2 separate regions of the Mus musculus genome follow, and region 2 is linked to region 1. Evidence: chromatin contacts called from public HiChIP or PLAC-seq data. All regions are on one chromosome and are shown on one strand. The core of a region is the stretch at or near the end of the contact, and the rest is flanking DNA. Distances in the headings are between cores, read along the strand shown.

Region 1 (5,759 bases), core at 1,205-3,704:
CCATATGACACAAGTAGCGAGTGGACTCCCCTAGCTGTCCTCTGACTTCACACTCAGAGATATACACATGCCCACATCCATAAACATAAACAAAATAAACTAATGTTTTACTTTAATTCTTTCTAATTTAAATGGGGGTAAGGGGGATCTAAGCAAGCTTTTAAAATATAAATTGACAGCCATCAAAATTGCACATATGGCTAATGCTAAGATAACTAACCATGATACTCTCTGAAAAGCCCATTCCCACAATCTCCTCTGATGAGCACATACTCAGTGGCTTTCTCTCTAAGCACCTCTCTCCCTGCTCACCCCTGTGCTTTTAGTCTATATTAAAATACCTTCCATAAAATCTCCAATTCTGCTTCATACTGCTCAGTCCTGAAATTCTTCTCTATGCTGAAGCCACAACCCCTGGTTTGGCCTGAGCTGAGGTTCCTAAAGGATCAGGGAATCTCCTTGAGCTGATGAGGACTACAGCCTGGAACTGGCTGGCTGGCTCCTCACCAGTGACAAATTCACATCCATTTTGGTTTGGTTTGGTTTTTGGTGTGTTTGTTTGTTTGTTTGTTTGTTATTTGGTTGGTTGGTTGGTTGGTTGGTTGGGGTTTGTTTGTTTTGTAATGGTAAGGATGGAACCAAGGGCCTCACACATGCTAGAGATGTGTTCTACCACCCGGCCACACCCCAGCCCCCACAGGTGGTCTTGCTCCTAAAGTCTCTCTAGGTCTTTACCACTCCTGGCAGGTCCCAGCCACTCACCATGGTTTCCATCCATCAATCACTTCCTTGAGCCCAGACCTGCTTCTGTGACCCTCATGCCAAAACCACAAGTATCCCAGGACCTCCCAAGGCTCGCCAACCCATGCCTGCACATAGCAGGCACTCCATTTCTCATGGAGGGAGAGATGGATGGAATTCATCCCTGGCTGGACAACTGGAGCCAGCTACAGTGTACCTCATCCACCTGCCTGGTGTCTTCATTGGCCCTTCAGAGCTGTCTCTCATCTGTCCTCAGGCTGCTCCTCCCTTCTCCCATGAAACCAGGCCCCTTTGAAGTTGGTGTCTCCCCTCCAGCTGCCTGAAGTATACCTCCTCAATCAGGGTGACTACTGAAACTTAGATTTCCCACAACATTCTGCTCTCAGAAGGACTCACCAACCATGCTGTCCAGAATTGGCCTCAGCCTCCCAAATACCTGGAACTATGGCAGACAGCCCCCTATCTCACTTTATACTTTAAACTGTGATTTTTGTGAACCCCATCCTAACTTCTTGACTGAATCATATGTCCAAGGAAAACAAGAACCCGCTTTTGGTGTGTTTTTGTTCTTTTTGACAGGGTCTCATTCAGCCCAGCTGGCTTCAAATTCAGGAGGTAGCTAAGGATGGCCTTAACCTTCCGATCCTCCTGCCTCAGCCTCAGAGTGCTGGGATTATATGCATCATGCCTAGCAACTTCGATCATTTTTATTTATTTCTATATCATCAGAAGATAGCACAAAAATTTAATAAGGATGCAAGGCATGTTGGTAAATGCATGTAATCCCAGGACTCTGGAAGCAGGGGTAGAAAGATCACAAGTTCAAGGCCATCCTCGACTATATAGCAAGACCTTGTCTCAAAGAAAATAAAAAAGACAAGAAGAAGAAGAAGAAGAAGAAGAAGAAGAAGAAGAAGAACAACAAGAACAACAAGAACAAGAAGAAAGAACAAGGACAAGAAGAAGAAGAAAGAACAAGAACAAGAGGAGGAGGAGGAAGAAGAGGAAGAGGAAGAGGAAGGGGAAGGGGAAGAAGAAGAAGAAGAAGAAGAAGAAGAAGAAGAAGAAGAAGAAGAAGAAGAAGAAGAAGAAGAAGAAGAAGAAGAAGAAGAAGAAGAAAGAACAAGAACAGGAGGAGGAGGAAGAAGGAGAAGGAGGGGGGAGGAAGAAAGTGGTGGTGATGCTGATGATAGTAGGGAGGGGATGAAATTCACTAGGGAATTACCTAGCAAAAGACAGGTAAAGACACGAAATGTCACGGGAGTTCCAAAGCAAAGGTTCACTGAAGGTGACTCAGAAGGGCCCTGAAAAGAGCTCCAACTGAATAGAGTCTTGGAGGGCAGAAAGATAGACATCAGAAGGACACTCTGGAAGGTGGAACAGAATAAACTCTGGGGCTAAAAAGAAGTGACCAAAGCATGTTTGGAGGACCAGTCTGGCAGGACCTGTGGGTTCCTGGAAGGCCTAGAGTAGAAGAGAAAAGAAGGTGAGTGTACCTGGGTAACATCCACTCCTTAGTCAGCACAGATGATCACCGCAGCACTCCTGGGCCTCAGTGGGAGAAGAGAAGCCTTGTCCTCATGTTCCCAGCATGTGAGTCTAGCCACCCGGCTAGGTTATAAATAACAACCTCCACTCACTGCACACCTGCTGTGTATGAGGCCCTGAGCTACAAGCTTCTCCCCACAGTCAGGGCTCCTTCCCACAGCCCTGGAAACATTGTATTGTTGTCCGCCTTGTGTAAGCAGGAAGCTTAGGCCAGCAGGGGTGAAAGCTGTCGCCCAAGGCCTGACCTCAATCCCTCCTTCCTAAGACCAGGTGCACTGGGGTCACAGAGTCAGGGAGAACACCCTGTAAACCAGCCCACGACACCGCCACCATGTTGTGTACCAGCAAAGCAGGCTGCTTCTCCCAAATGCCTATGGAGAAGCTCAGAGTAAGCTTAAGGTAGATACATACATACATACATACATACATACATACATACATACACACATCAAGAGATGAAGACACTACACTCACACAGAGAGCAGAAAGGCCGAGGGAAGGTACCCTTATAAATTGTACTTAGAAGGCAGAGGCAGACAGAGCTCTGTGAGTTCAAGTCCAGCCTGGTTAACATATAAGTTCAGGCCAGCCAGTGATATATATATGTGTGTGTGTGTGTGTGTGTGTGTGTGTGTGTGTATACACACACACACACATACATAGTGAGAGACCCTATCTCATATTTATATATATGTATATGTTATATATGGATAATATGTATATAATATATAAGATATAATAAAAGATGAAGAATAATTGAAGAAAACACCCAGTATAGACCTCTAGACTCTACCTACACATGCAAACACATGCACATACTTATAATACACACATGACCTAAAATTTTAAAATATATATATAGAGAGGGGGAGGCAGAGAGAAGGGGGAAGAGGAGAGGGAGAAGGCTCAAAAAAAAAATACAAAAATGTCATAATGGAACCTGTTACTTTGTATGCTAACTTAAAATGAATAAAAAGATGTAACGTATAAATTGACTGGGTGCTGAGATCATGTTACACTGTTAGTTTAGGTGCTACTGGAGGCCCTGGAGACTTTCATCCTGGTCCTCCAAAATGGGGAGCAGGGATGGACAGAAACTTGCCCAAGGCTTCACACGTGGCGGAAGGGAGGGAGCAGATAGGCTCAGTAAAGATGGAGACAGACAGATGCTCTACGAAGCTTCCAGATCCAGCCCTACTTCTCTCTCAGTAAGCTTTGTAGCATTAAAGATAATTTATTCTAGTGCCATCTCCCTAACCAAGAAGGCGGGTAAAAGTAAGACCCCAAGGACAAGTATAGATCATTAACAGTAAATCCAGCGTATGTGTGGCAAATGCATTTGGCTTACCATAAATTACCACATGAACACTAGTTGTTAGTATTAATATTACATCTCTGCTCGCAGAGTTCAAGAGCCCTCCCAAGCAGACCAAATAGAAGAAAAGACAACAGCAGACCATTCTGAAGCACTCCCATTGTTCCTGGCCTTGTGCACAGTGGGTCTTCAACTAAAAGAACTGAGTAACACTTGGAGTTGTACATACCCCAATGTCCTTCCCTCTCTCACCCCACCCACCAACTCTAGACTCAGCCACATCAAGCACCAGGACCAGGCTGATATAGGAAGTGTTGTGATTGTCTGACTCCTGCCTGCTGCATTCCTCAGCTAAATATAAATGATTTGCCAAGTCCATTGTTTGAGATGCTCCACAATCCCTCTCCTATTGCTCGCACCTGGAAAACAAACACACACACACACACACACACACACCCTTCCCGGAGGCTGTTCTGAATAGAGAAGGAGCAGACAGGTCTGTAGGAATCAAAGCAAGAGTTCTTTGTGCTTTCCACTAGTCCAGGAATGCTGCCTGGAGGAGGAAATGCCTGAGTCACCCCAGGGGAGGGGGCAGATGCAGGTCAAAAAGGCAACTTTAGTTCTCTGAGCCAAGAAAGGTAAACTGCTGCATTCTTGCCCACGGTGTGAAGAGGCAAGATCATTCCAGCTTTGCGGAGAGCTTACTACACCAACTGCCAACTTCTCCAGTCATCTGGAGAAAGATGCTAAAGAGATCAGTATCCTTCATAATAGACAGAAGCGAAGGAAAACTCTGGTCCATGATGCACGGCTACAATTGCCGCTGTCACAAGCTGTTGCTTGTTTAGACTTTTTTTTTTCAACCACATGAAAGTTTTTTTAAAGGCCCAAACTTGAGCGCACAGATGGGCTACATCGCAGATCGAGGGGTGTGCCAAAGCCCTGTCACTCTAAGAGCCTCTCGGCCAGCAGTAGCCTGAGGAATAGCTGGGGGGTTCAATGGGTCTGTAGACAGGCCCAGACCGTGTCTGCGGCCCTGGGTGAACCGTCTCCAGCCGGTCTACGAGATCCCTGACGGCTCCGGGGGGGATCTCCCTTCCTGTGGCATCTAGGGTCTCCCATCCCTGGGCTGGGGAATAAGGCGGCTGAGGTCCACAGCCCTGCAGCCCCACATTCCTGAGACCTCGCTGACCCTCACCAAGAGCCTGGGGGGCGCGGTGACAAGCCCCTCACGTCCCGGCCCCTTCCCGCCCCTCCTCTGTCACCCCTCCCTCGACCCACCCTCCTACCTCCCCCACCCCGGGGAGTTCCGCCTCCCCGGGCGCCCCCAGACTCCCACCCTGCTAGGAATCCGATCGAGGCCGGGCCCCGCCTGCGCCGCGCTGAACCCCAGCAACTTCGCGCGCCCCGGAGCCCCGAGTCGCCAGCCCGCCCGGGCCGCACTCACCGCGCTTGGACTCGGTGTGGCGCCCCGGCTCCGCTCCCTCCCGCACCGCGGCGGCCAGCGGAAACGGGGGGCGGGGCCGGCAGGCGGAGGGGGTGGGGCCTCACCGGGCGGCGGGGCGGGGGTCTGGCTGCACGGGGGCGGGACCAGTAAGGGGCGGGGTGGGAGGGGCGGACAGAATGGGGACCAGGCGTCCGAGCTGTGGGAGGACCCGGCTGCCAGAGGCAAAGCAAAGACGATTGAAAGAGGCGAAGGCCTCAGGGGAGCCCCCTCCACAATGGCCATGTGTCCCGCGTAAGCACTGGAGGGAGTACGGTGCTGTTTTCCTCTCGGGGTTCTAGGAACCTCCCTCTGCACCCCGATTCCCTGTTCTCCTGTTCTCCCAAGGTGGCACTACTGCGCCAGTCGCCTGCGACTATCTGACGGCCCCGCCCCCTCCTGGGGCTGGACCGAGGGAGGGCAGGGCCTGAAAGGTGGAACTCGTGGGCTGGGCACTCACACAAGCTACCCCAAGGCTGCCGAACCAGGGTCTCAGCTTTCCGGCTCGTGTCCGTCTTCGGGCCTCACCATCCTCACCCCGCACCTAAGAAATACTTGCCTGGTATTTCGGGAGGACTATTTGAGATGTTGACCACGCGGGTGTGAGTTAGATAACTGCCCTAAGATACCCTGTTGGAGGAGCGGCTACCT
Region 2 (5,759 bases), core at 1,334-3,833, 210 kb after region 1:
AACATTAGGTGGAGCTTAGGGGATCCTGTGGAAGAGAGGAAGGATTGAAGAAGCCAGAGAGGTCAAGAACACCACAAGAAAACCAACAGAATCAACTAACCTAGGTTCATAGGGGCTCACAGAGAATGAACCCCCAACCAGGGAACCTGCACGGGACCAACCTAGGCTCGCTGCACATGTTACAGTTGTGTATCTTGGTCTACTTAACAGTGGGAGCAGGGGCTGGGTCTGACTCTTTTTTTTTTAATTTTTTTATTATTTATTTATTATATGTGAGTACCCTGTAGCTGTCTAAAGACACACCAGAAGAGGGAGTCATATCTCGTTACGGATGGTTGTGAGCCACCATGTGGTTGCTGGGATTTGAACTCAGGACCTTCAGAAGAGCAGTCAGTGCTCTTAACCACTGAGCCATCTCACCAGCCCCCTGGGTCTGACTCTTGTTACCTGATTTAGGGATCCTTTCTTCCTCTTGGGATGCCTCCTCCAGCCTTAAAAGTAGAGGAGGTGCCTAGTCTTAATGCAACTCGATATGCCATGGCTGGTTGGCATCCATGGGAGGAGAGAAAGGGAGGAGTGGATGGGGGGGGGGAATACTGGGAGGAGGAGAGGAGGAGGGAGAACTCTGGTCAGAATGTAAAGAAAATTTCAAATTTAAGAGAGAGCGGGGGAGAGACAAAGAGAGAGGGGGAGAGAGAAGACACCTAGCACACAAGTCCACCCAGGTTTGGTGATACATGCCTACAGGAGACACTTGGGAGGCTCAGGCAGGGAAGATTTTGAGTTTGTGGCTAGCCTGGACCACTGGATTATACTGACTTTCAGTCAAGTCAGTCTCGAAGTCTCTCTCAAAACACTCTTAATGACTACCCCAAAAGCAAGGCAGTCACTGGCTTTTAGCAACAAACCTGCATGCTCTTCCTAGGGCAGGAGAAACTAGGGGCTCCCACGGGCTCCTTTCCTGTCAATCAACTGGAAATTAAAGAGTCGATTTCTTTCTTTGGAAGAAAAGGTGGGGGAGGAGGCATTAAAGCTTAAAGCTTCAAGTCCAGGAGATGAAAACAAAACAAAACAAAAACCTGCCAGCTGGTCCCAGTTTCAAAGTCAAGTCCTTGTTCCCTAAAATCATGAGTCATGGAAGGCAGAGTCAGATGGGTCTGTATGAGTTTGAGGCTAACCTGGTTTGAATATCGAGTTTCAGTCTTGCTTCATAAGACCTATCTCAAAAAATAAAATAAAAATAAAATCACATCCCTAAGAAATTTACTTCTCTAAAAATCATTTCGTTAACAACTAAATCCCTCAACTGAACGCGATATCATTTGATTTCAACCGGATACACGCTGAATTCTAACTTTCCTACCCCGACCTTACCCTTGTAAATGGATCTTCGGTTCCCAAAATGGAGAAGTTGTAAACAAATTTCAGAGAGCAGCTATCATGTTTATAGAATTTAGTTGATGAAAGATTAAAACAGGTGACGCCTTGGGAGGCAGAGGTAGGGGGCAAATGTTCAAAGTCCTCCTTATTAACTTATTATTAAGTTTCAGGGAAGCCTAGTCTGGATGGGACCCACGGGGGGTGGGGGGGTCGCTATTCCGTCTTTATAACTTTGTAAAATATGGTTTCGGATCAGTTAAAAACCAGTTTAAACGTCAGACCAAATCCTAACACGCCAAGCCTTTATCGCTGTGGTAATGGAATGGTAAAGGAAGAATGTAGTTGGCGTGTTTGATTTTAATCCTCACACCATGCCAAAGTTTTGAGCCAGTGATTTCACACGGCCCCCCATTAACTTTTCGTTAGCCTAGCTGACAAGAAATGAACAGGCTGAGATTGCAGCCCGTTTGTCTTTCCAAGCTCACCATGTGAACCAGGCAAAAAGAGGGGTATTGGTAGAAAAGCCAGGGGCACGAGCAAGAGTACGGATCAGTCTAAACTAAGTCCTGATTGAAAGAACTGCTAGAACTCAGGGGAAGGAAGAAAGAAGAAAAGAACAGTTTTGCATTTTCAGCTCTCGGACTCGTTCCAGAATTCCGCAATGACTGCCAAATGCAACGGCCTTGGAACCAATTAACCATCACTCGCGACCTTCCGCGTCGACTCCCAAGAGTGCCCTCCTTCCAGCTCAGTTCTGATCCTACTCGTGAAAGACATGGGGGAGGGCGAACGCATTGCAAGTAAGGGAATCGAGACCCCAGGGGAGCAGGGCGAGCTGGTCCAGGGTAAACTCCAGGGGAGCGGCTCAAGAGTGCTGGCGGCACGGGATGCACAGCGCATTGCAAATGAGGGAATCGGAGGCCCTTGGGGAGTAGGGTGAGCAGGTTCGGGGTAAATTCCAGGAAAGAGACGCGAGAGCGCTCTGGCGACGCGGGGTGTGCAAAGCGCCTGCTCAGCTGGGGACCCGATCTTGGCCTCCGCTCTTGCCCGCCCACCCTGGAGACCCCAGCCCGCCCCACCGCCGCCTGACCTGTCCCCGCGGGGTCCGGGTGCGCAGCGCGCCGCCTCCATACCCGCCCGACCGGTGGCATCAGCGTCCAGACCCCGAGACGCCGCCGCCCGGCTGGAGAGGATGGAGGAGATCGGGCCCCGCCCCTGACAACCACACCCCGCACTGTCGCCGACGCCCATTGGTCCAGTGCCCTACGCTCCCCTCTCACTGGCAAATGGCGTTAGCCATGATGCTGGAGGGTTTCCAGGGGGCGGGAGGCACCGGGAGGCGAAGGCGCGTGCGCTAGATCCGGGAGCAGCCCCCCGGGGTTGGGTCGGAAGAGTCTGCTGCTCCATTCCACCGCTCCGGGACTGGCCCCCACAGAGCGATCCCCAGCACCCCTCTGTGGCACCGAGAACATCCAGGCTGCTGCCTTGGGTTTTCTACTCTTTATCACCTGAAGCCTCAGCATCTGACCACCGACTCTGGGATAGCCGAGGCCTTCAGCCTCCCAAACCAGCCTTTGCCCAAAGCCCGACTGAGGGATCCCTACCTGGGGACCTTCAGCAAATGTCCTTATTTAGTGAGGGTAGCAGCTAAGCTGTCCTCTCTGCAGTAAATCATGCCTCCAGCCATCAATGCCTTTGTGGCTTTGGTCCCTATAGGACTTTATGACCAGAACTATAGCATATAAACTTAATTAGTAAGGCCAAAGTCACACTGATGTTGAATCCAAAAATTCACTTAAAAAATAATGTATTTATTTTGAGACAGGATTTCACTATACTATCCTCGGTTGGTCTGGAACTCTGAGATCCTACTGCCTCTGTCACCCTAGTGCTAGAATTAAAGGCATGTGCCATCGTGCCCTAGGCTATTATGTGTATGTTTCACCTATGTGTATGTCTGCATATCATATGCATCCCTGGTGCCCAAGGCTGTCAGATACCCCGGAACTGGAGTTACAGATGGTTGTGAGTCACCATGTGGGTGCTGGGAATAGAACTCGCGCCTCCGGGCATCCAGGGCTCATAACTGCTGAGCCACCTCTCCAGGTCCCAGAAATTAATTTTTGAAAACTAGGGAATATGATACCTGCACACATAGGCTAGGAAAGCATTGCACTCACTTAGCCCCTCTCCCTGTGGGACTCTGGATTGCTCCTTTGTGTGTGTGTGTGTGTGTGTGCTACAAATCTTCACTCATAAGCTCTGCTTGGTCTAGAAAGGGCTAGTGCTAAATGAGTAGGGTTGAAAGAGATGCTATTTGAATGAGTAAGAGGACCACTGAGACAGGCACATCCACACTACCCACACTAGAGTGTGAGCTTCCACTTTATGTACACATAGGATAAGTTACTGATAGGAATCCATTTCTCCACCACATGTGATAGCGTCATATTTCTTCCACTGTAAACACATCTCAAAACACAAACCTAAAGTACTCATCCGTCCCCTAGCTCTCTGACCCCATCGTATTCACCAACACAGGCCTGGCTTGGGACCCTTTGAGCCAAGGCTGTCAACCATTAAAAACCAGAGCTCTCTCTTGATTTTCTCCAGTCGCTGAGCCTCACACTCGGTACCAACAGCGTGAGATGAATTAGTTCGAGGCAGAAGACTAATAAGCATAGACCTTTTATAGATGGGCACGAGGCTGCATTACTGACAACGGCTGGGTTCTCTAAAAACTCGGCAGCCATTTATTTACAAACGCTGTGAACAGTACAAGAAACGTCAGAGGTCTAAACAGTTAATGTGAGAAAAATACCAACAGTTCATGACACTAAATTCAACGGTTCCTGGTGCGAGGCGGAACCCTAGAAACCGAACTCCGACTCTGGCTAAGTGGTCTTCCTATTGCTGTTCGTCCCCTTTCATCCTTTCAAACCAGGATGACTTGCGAAACCTCCCCACAGCAGCTCCGGGAAGAACTGAAGCTCTGCGGTCCTGTCAGATCTTCACAAGGAACTGGCTTCCATCCAGCTTCCCCTTCTCCTTAAGGTAGGCAAACAGGTGCCTTCTGCGTCTCCACGTGACCTTAATCCCATACTTCTCCTCAGGGGTGTCCTTGACCAGAACAGGCCCCGGCTCTGGGCTGCTGGGAGTCCCAGGGCCAAGGATGCAGCTTGGAAAACTGTTTTCCTTCTGGTCTGGGGAAATGGGATCGTCTCTTACAGAAGAGTCTGGGGTCTGGATGTCAGGGGGTGCGAACACATGAGGTAAACTGTGAGGTACATGCACTGACAGTTCTCCACAGCTCTGGGGACTGAACAATGGCACTAAAGGCCTTCTGGGTGGGTCCTTTTCTGAGTTCTGGGGCTGCACTCGGTTGGATAGCAACAACGTCTCTGAACTGGAAGACTGTGGACTCTCAAAGGTTAGACGTGGAAACTTGCAGGTAGATCTCCGAGTTGGGCGCCTTGCCTGGTCTCGGTGAGGCTTCCGGTGTATCAGAAACCGGCTTTCCGCTGCTCTATCAAACTGGGGTGACACCTGTGCATAAAAAAAAAAAAAAAAAAAAAAAAAAGGATGGTGGTGGTGGCGAGCCAGCTGCAAAGCAGCTAGAGTAAATGTGTCTGATCCTTTATTTTTGTCCAGAATTGTGAGGACTCGCTACAATACAGGACAGACACCCATCCAGCTATGTGGTATGACAAGAAGGCAAGAGACCTGGGCCAGCTATCCAATCGCTCTGCCCTTCAGGGTGCGCCCGAGGAAGAGAGGAGACAAGGCCTCTCTCATCACCACTACACTGCTATAGCTTGTTTAACTCCCCGTCCTTAAACTTCCTGAGAACAGGTCGGAAGGATCCTCAGGAGGGCAGGGACAGACTGACTGTCAACAACGCCTGGCTGAGGGAGGGCCTGGCAGGAAGGTCTTCAGTGAATAATGAACGGCAGCCCCATGGAAGTGACTGTTGGGATCTAATGCCCGTGTTTATTCACTCAATGCTTACGGATTTCTTTTGTAGACAGTTTCACCATGAAGACCAGGCTGGCCTTTACCTGGAGATCCTTCTGCTGCAGCCTCCCAGTGCTGGATTTGCATGGATTAGCATGACATTGTGGAAGGAGTTTTCTCCACTAAGGTTCAGTAACTCATAGAATACCTAGTACTTGTCATATAAAATGCAAGAAATAATCTTTCATGTTGGTCACCTTTCTTGCTTCTTCACCCCGCTACTGGGTAGTTAAGTGTTCAATCAGAACTCTTCAGGGGAACCTGGCAGAGGAGACTCCAATACCATATAATGCATATTTTGGTGTGAAGGAAGAAAAGAGGATATCTAAGACAATACCACAGTCAGGAACAGTAACTATTTCCCT

What was found. HiChIP or PLAC-seq counts read pairs in DNA pulled down with a chosen protein or histone mark.
Region 2: a contact with region 1 is called in an H3K27ac HiChIP or PLAC-seq map of trophoblast stem cells, with 11 read pairs. The contact joins the promoter of Tulp3 here to the enhancer-like site in region 1. A contact is called at or near these places in 11 of 39 promoter capture datasets (the 3T3-L1 cell line, 3T3-L1-derived adipocytes, cranial neural crest and 6 more), 7 of 484 Hi-C or Micro-C datasets (the N1E-115 cell line, Sertoli cells, embryonic stem cells and 2 more), 9 of 115 datasets of contacts at active chromatin or transcription factors (embryonic stem cells, extraembryonic endoderm stem cells, pancreatic cancer cells and 2 more) and 3 of 9 other capture datasets (adipose tissue, liver and pancreatic islet).

What each region holds. Positions count from the first base shown.
Region 1 is chr6:128,138,442-128,144,200 of GRCm38.p6, forward strand. It overlaps a transcript of Tspan9 not described here. Among named protein-coding and RNA genes, the nearest start is that of Gm52879, 40 kb to the left of the region's middle. Within about 2 kb of position 2,455, at least 11 of the 459 cell types and tissues checked have an H3K27ac peak or open chromatin away from gene starts, as enhancers often do. A contact at or near this core is called in trophoblast stem cells, where this site is marked.
Region 2 is chr6:128,353,268-128,359,026 of GRCm38.p6, forward strand. It overlaps Tulp3 (tubby-like protein 3), which reads right to left and starts at 2,584. Exons shown (of 11, transcript NM_011657.2): 1 at 2,471-2,584. The coding sequence starts at 2,511. It overlaps Rhno1 (RAD9-HUS1-RAD1 interacting nuclear orphan 1), which reads right to left. Exons shown (of 3, transcript NM_001326585.1): 3 at 3,733-4,926. The coding sequence ends at 4,384.